Regions from separate parts of the Mus musculus genome. Here region 1 is linked to region 2. Evidence: chromatin contacts called from public promoter capture Hi-C data. All regions are on one chromosome and are shown on one strand. The core of a region is the stretch at or near the end of the contact, and the rest is flanking DNA. Distances in the headings are between cores, read along the strand shown. Region 1 holds the start of Fancf (Fanconi anemia, complementation group F). Region 2 holds the start of Gpi1 (glucose-6-phosphate isomerase 1).

Region 1 (3,112 bases), core at 119-2,618, about 18 Mb after region 2:
GTGGTGAACACTAACATAGGCAGGGTCCTGGGTCCATTACCAGAACAAAAACAATCTCTATATAATACATATTATATAATATATAAATTTATAGATATTGTGCATATTATATATATTTATATTATGAACCATTTAAAATTGGCCCCTGAATAATTAGGTTTTGGGAGCATGTATATAGGGAATTGGGGAGAACACTGACAATTTGTAAACTGCATAGTCAAGAAGTAGCAGGATGCTGTGCATAGAGGCTTTGGTGAGAAGTATGCTTGTTATTCCCTCTATGGGACAGGGTCTGTCCAGATGCCCAGCCTGGGAACTGAGAATCTACTCTAGCACGATCCCACACTCAAGCACCACCAGGAGGTCTGTCCAGATGCTCATCCCAGGAACCTCGAAATCTCCATCCAAGGCTTTGCGGGACCTTAGGGTCACCAGCACCTCTTCCTGCAGAAATGGCTGGGCATGGCACAAGCTCTGCAGCCTTAGGCACAGCTCTTCCCAGGGCATGTCCTCCATCTGTGTAGGGACCCAGGCACCCTTTTGCAGATCATAGTGCAGCCGCGTGGCCCACGTTGTGAGCAGGTCCAGGTAGGCGCGAGACAGTGCGTGGTGGCAGCCCGCCACGGAGGCCAGGCGCTTGGCTGGCAGATGGCGGCAAAAAGCGGCCAATACCTCGGGACTTTCGAGAAGCCAGCGCAGTAGTTTCTGTGTCTCATCCGCACCCGCAGGGTCCGTGGCCTGGGCTGGCTCCGGGTCTTCCTCGCGTAGCAGCAGCGCTTCGGCAGTCACGTCGAGCACGTGCTCCCGCGGCCCGCGCGTCCACAACGTGTCCAGGAGTTTGCGCGCGGCCGCGGAGTCGGCCCCGCCCAGCTCGTGCAGGCGCGCGTCCAGCAGCTCCGCGTGCGTGCGCAGCAGCGCGCTCCTGGGCGCGTCCCCGCCGAGGCGGCACAGCAGGCGCAGCGCGCTTCCGCGGCGCGCCAGGAGGACCAGGCGCGACTGCGGCACGTCGTCTCGGTGGTCCGCGGCGGGGCCCGGGAACAGCAAGCTCGGCAGCGCGCGGGCGGCGGCGGGCGCGAGCGCGCGGTTCCGCAGCAGGCGGAGGGCGAGCCGCGCGTCCCCGGACTCCAGCGCCGCGAAGCTGCGCAGCCCGAGCGGCCCTCCCCGCGCGGGGAGCCGCCTCTCGAGCGCCTCCCGCACGCGGCCGCGGCCCGCGAAGCGTCGGTACACGTGGAGCAGATAACGCGCCCACTGCAGCGCCCTGCGCACCTTTTCGGCGTCCCACGTGCTCACCAGCGACCCACACGACACGGCCAACAGCTCGGAGAATCGCTCGGTTTGCTGCACAAGCGGCTCCATGGCGGCCGCTTCCGCCCTGACATCCCGAGGCGCGAGCCGATTGGACATGAGCGTGAGCGCCCGCCTCAGCGTGCTGTGCCATTGGACGACGGCCGTGTCAGTCTCGCACCATGGTTTCCGGGGCACATTGGCGCTGAAAATGAACTAGGGCAAAGTCCCAAGCTTTTACTCTGGGTCTGGGAGAGGACGCGTGAGTGCGAGTTTGAGCGCTAGGATTTTATGTGCTCTTTTGTTTTAAAAATGCCAGTGGTAGACATTTAGGCGCTTCCCCGAAAGGGGACCCATGTTCATCATTATTAGCAGTGCGGATGTGATCTGCTTGCGAACTCAAAGCTCTTAAATGGCCCGTTTCCCTGGTACTTGTGGAACCAGGACCCTCACACGCTGTGCTGTGAGTTCCCGGGCTTTTTTCCTTTTTCCTTATTTATATTGTTTACTGATTCTGAGGAAACCTATCACTGAATTGTGCAAGCAGCCTTTCAGTTTGCAGTCCTGCCTCGACTAACCTAGTGACTGGCAGCACTATCCTGAGGCTTACTAGCCATGCAATAAATGAAAGTTTAAGCTCAAAATTAATCTACACATTTATGCTAGACTCTGAATAGTTCTGGGCATTCTTATCAGAACATATAGTTAAGCCAGTTTTGTTTAGTTTTTAGCCATTAGCCCAGACTATAGTGTTTGGCCTTGTGATTTTATTTTAGTCTGTGTGATGGGTTTTAAAGTTTCAGGTGGTAGCTATTAGGAATTACAGAGGTCACTGGTTCATCCACTTACTAAATACTAAGTCACGTGATGTGATAGCCAGTGAAGGACAGGACTGGCGCAGTTGAGATAAATGTAGTTAAAGCTTCCCTGTCCCACAGGAAACACTAATGTTCCTTAGAGAGACTTCAACTTCATAATGCGGTAGACAAAAATAAGAGTCACTAGATCTTAGATGTTAGGGAAAGCCCCATTAAACCTTCCTTTCAACTGAATGCCCAAAGAATACACCTGGAAATGCTTCAAGGCCATGGGAACCGTTAATAAGTCTTAAGCCACCAGAGTGAAAACCAGATCTAATCCAGGGTGAGAAAGAAGTCCAAAACAGCTTCATTTCCAAGTGGCTGGGACAGTTCAGAGAAACTTCACCAGTGCTCACCTTTTCAAAACCAATATTATGTTAAATCTCAGTACCACAGTGAGTAATTATTTGTTTCACAGTAGCCATCTTTTATTAAGTAGCTATGCATCCCTCCGACAGTTTCCCATCAGAAGAATGCACTTTGGATTTCGAACCAGTTTTCCATTTAATTTGGAACAATCTATGTAGAGGCTGAAAGATGATAAACACTTTAATTTCAAGAAACCTATGCACTTGAGGCAGACATTGGGAGGATTCCCAACCCATGTAAGTGTAATTCAAATCAGATTTTGTGTAATTTTAAAGTGCCAGGTATGGTGATTTTAAAGACCAATTGGAAATGGATAGGAGAGCACTGAAAGGCTATATGGACTGATCTTTGATTTAGGCTGCACAAATACTTGCACCATCAGAGGATAGTGGAAAATCACGTGAGAGGAATCACACAAGTTAAAATGTCAGTGTAATATGTGAATACTGTATGCTGAGAATGCCAGGATCAACCTTCCACCTGCTGGTCACACTCTGCAAATCCCCAATATGTAGTAAATAAGAACAGAAAATGGAAGCCCAGTGTTAGCAAACTTTTATTAAAATAGCATTTCATTCAAACACAGGAATGAGCAACAT
Region 2 (3,255 bases), core at 585-3,084:
TGTCATACTCTCACCTCTTATTCATTCCACTGTCAAAGAAACTAAGGGCTTTGGTGACATGATTTTTCTTGTCACTAGAACAACCTGTAGCAAGGATCCATCAGAGTATCAAGGTTGAAGTTGTCCAAGAAAATGTCTCAGCCATGTCTCAGCCAGCCTTAAGCAAATCCCTCCCTTCAGGCTTGGGTTGTGCCCCTCCCTGGACACCAGGAACTGTGCCAATTTGATTGCCAAGTCCAGGCTGCCAGTCTCAGAGAAATCACACCCCAAAGCTCTGCAACCTCTCTTGCCCCCAAAGAAAAGCCTTTAGCACCTTCGTGAGGCAAAAGCATTGCTTAAGAGCAAGGGTGAAGACACAGGGCGATGCTGATAACGGTCGGCAAAGAGGAGGAAGAGGGGGGGGGGGCGGCGGGTGTAACTGCTTACCTCGGTGTAGTTGATCTTGGAACCACTGAACATGTTGTCCCGTGCAGCCTCCACGCCTCTGGACTTGGCCTAGGGAGAGAAGCCACTGCTGAGGTCTTGTATCCCATCCCCCATCCTCATCACCTATCACAAGTCCAGCCCCCCTCCCCCCCCACTCCCCCCCCCCCTTGAGGCTGACAGATGTTCTTCATAGACAGATTCCTTTTCCAGCATCTTCAAAGAGTCTGCTCAATCAGCAGGGGGCCTGGAGATCCCTGGGATACCAACTCCACACCGGGACCTAGAACCCAAAACAAAGCGCAGCCCCCACCCACAACCCAACCCAGAGATCACAACTCCCCAGTCAGAACATTACCAGCTCCACCAGCATCTGCATCACCTCCTTGTTCACAAGGTTCTTGGAGTAGTCCACCAGAATATGCCCATGGTTGGTGTTGAGGTTCAAGCTGCAGAAAGATGGAGACGCTGCTGGTCACACCCCAGCGGCAGTGCCTGGCCACAAAGGCTGACCTGTAGCAGTGTTAAGTAGTGTAGGAAGCCACGCCACAGAAAGAAGATGTAGACAGATCCTGGGCAGAACTTCCCCCTTCAAGCTCCACATCTCAAACTTACAAGGAAACACCCAGGGAGAGGTATCAGGGACGTCCAGTGAGGAACCACAGGTGGTCATCCCAGGTCCCTCGCCTCCTGGCATCAGTGACAAGGCACGAAGATGCATCACATGTACGATTTCTTCCACCCTCCCTTCTATTTCGCAGTCGCTCACAAGTCTCTCTGGCCTCTGCATCCTGCCTCCGCCGCTCTATTTTTACACCGTGGCTCCCAGGAAATCTCAGCCTTACCCACCCTGTCTGACCAAAGCCCACTAGGAGCAGGTGGGAGGGGACAGCTCTCTCGTGCCTGTCGAGCCAGCAGCGGCTGCTCCTCCTCATGGGTGGTTAGAAATCCCTACTCAAATGGCTGAGACTGAGAGGCGGGGGCGAAGGGATCCCCAAGGAGGAGCCGATTCCTCCTAATGACTAAGCAGCCTCGGCCCTCTGGCTAGCACGCGGGTCCCAAAACCCACTCCAAGGAGGCATCAAGGACAAAGTGCGGCCCCGGCCTGGGCCCTGCAGGGCTGCTGGGGGGGGGGGGGTCACGGGAGCCCCGACCCCGTGCGTGCACCTGAAGTTGTTGAAGCGCTCCGGATCCGCCTCAAAAAGTTCGCGCAGCTTGAGGTTGGCAGAGTTCGCGCGGTGCCACTCCAGGAGCTTCTGGAACTGCGGGTTCCGGGTGAGCGCAGCCATGGCGAGGGACCCGAGAGGTACACGGAGCAGGACGTGCTCGGAAGAGGAAGGAAAGAGGAGCGGCGGCGCGCGGCAAGTCGGTACCAGTGCGCGCAGCGGGCTTTATGGCGCAGGCGTCCGACCCCGCCCCGCCTCCGGCCCCGCCCCACCTCTGTCCTCCGCGTCCGCTAGGCGACCTTGCCGGCAGCTGTAGATCTGGGGGCCTCTGCTGGCCTCTCTGTAACACAAGTGTGGCCACTTGCGATGAACCTTGGCTGGCTTCTGTTCGGAAGTGACTTGAAGGGCAGAGGCGGAGTTTCTCGTGCCAGATCCGCTTGCTTCTTTCATTCATTCATGTATTCAATTCAGCAGAACTTTTTTTTTTTAAAGAATTTATTTACTATATGTAAGTACACTCTAGCTGTCTTCAGACACTCCAGAAGAAGGAGTCGGATCTCCTTACGGATGTGTTTGCTGGGATTTGAACTCAGGACCTTCGGAAGAGTAGTTGAGTGCTCTTACCGGCTGAGCCCAATTTAGCAGAACTTTATGGAATGCCTTCCTGGTTAGAGGTACTAAAGCAAGTGTTGTGGGTACGTAAGCCAAATAAGTAAATAGAATTTATGGGATTTCAGAGCTGGCAAGTGCTCCTGAGAAGAGGCAAACTGGATGAAGCCCCAGAGATGAAACTGTGGTTAAGAACACATAGTTCCCTTGCAGAGGACCTGAATTGGGTTCCCAGTACTCATAACTGCCTGTAACTCCCGCTGCAACCAATGGGAATACCAATGGCACTTGCATCCTTATGCTCATACCCACCCCACACATAATTAATGCTAAAATTATATACCCACCCCACACACATAATAAAAATTGTATGTCCACTCCCACACATAATTAATAAAATATCCACCACACAATAAAAATGAAATTATATGTATATATATTTAAAGGCAGGTTGGAAATAAGCATTTCCTTTAACTAAATGGTTAAGAAAAAAAAATTCACTCTTTATTATATTTGAGTAAAAGCATGAAGGGGAAGAAATGAGCCAGTTGGCTACCTGGAAGGAAAGTGTTCAGTCAAAGGGAAAAGACACTGCAAAGTCTGAGACAAGAGCACCCATAGATGTCCCACAAACAGCACCCATAGATGTCCCACAAACAGAAGACACATGTGGCTGGAGTGGAGCAGATTAGGGGAAGAAGTCATAGAGGTGACATTAGAGAAGGGAATTCACCCAGTGGCTTACAAATCATTGTGAGAATTTTGATTTCTGTTTAGAGATGAGGAGCCACTGAACAAGTCCACATGGAGCAGGGACTTTATCTGACACACTGCCTAATGGATCAGTTAGCTCAGTGAGCTAAAGCAGGTCCTGAGGGAGGGAGCTTCAGTCAAGCAGGAGGAGACGGACATAGAGGATGGAATGAGTGAGGGATCCATAATCGCCTAGAGAGAAAGGGCAAGATATGCACTTTAGGATCCAACTTCCTAGAAAAACTGGATTCTTATCCACAAGTCCGAGGGACAAGGGAGACTTCAAATGAGGACGAGTAGGTGA

Evidence for each region. Promoter capture Hi-C pulls out the DNA fragments that hold promoters and counts their contacts.
Region 1: a promoter capture Hi-C map of pre-B cells shows a contact between it and region 2. The contact joins the promoter of Fancf here to the promoter of Gpi1 in region 2. A contact is called at or near these places in 2 of 39 promoter capture datasets (cranial neural crest and pre-B cells) and 1 of 484 Hi-C or Micro-C datasets (CD4 T cells).

Annotation. Positions count from the first base shown.
Region 1 is chr7:51,860,899-51,864,010 of GRCm38.p6, forward strand. It overlaps Fancf (Fanconi anemia, complementation group F), which reads right to left and starts at 1,369. Exons shown (of 1, transcript NM_001115087.1): 1 at 1-1,369. The coding sequence starts at 1,356. The coding sequence ends at 325. It also overlaps a transcript of Gas2 not described here.
Region 2 is chr7:34,228,502-34,231,756 of GRCm38.p6, forward strand. It overlaps Gpi1 (glucose-6-phosphate isomerase 1), which reads right to left and starts at 1,835. Exons shown (of 18, transcript NM_008155.4): 1 at 1,591-1,835; 2 at 782-872; 3 at 427-495. The coding sequence starts at 1,712. It overlaps Gm12762 (a long non-coding RNA gene), which reads right to left. Exons shown (of 2, transcript XR_881947.3): 2 at 2,681-3,255.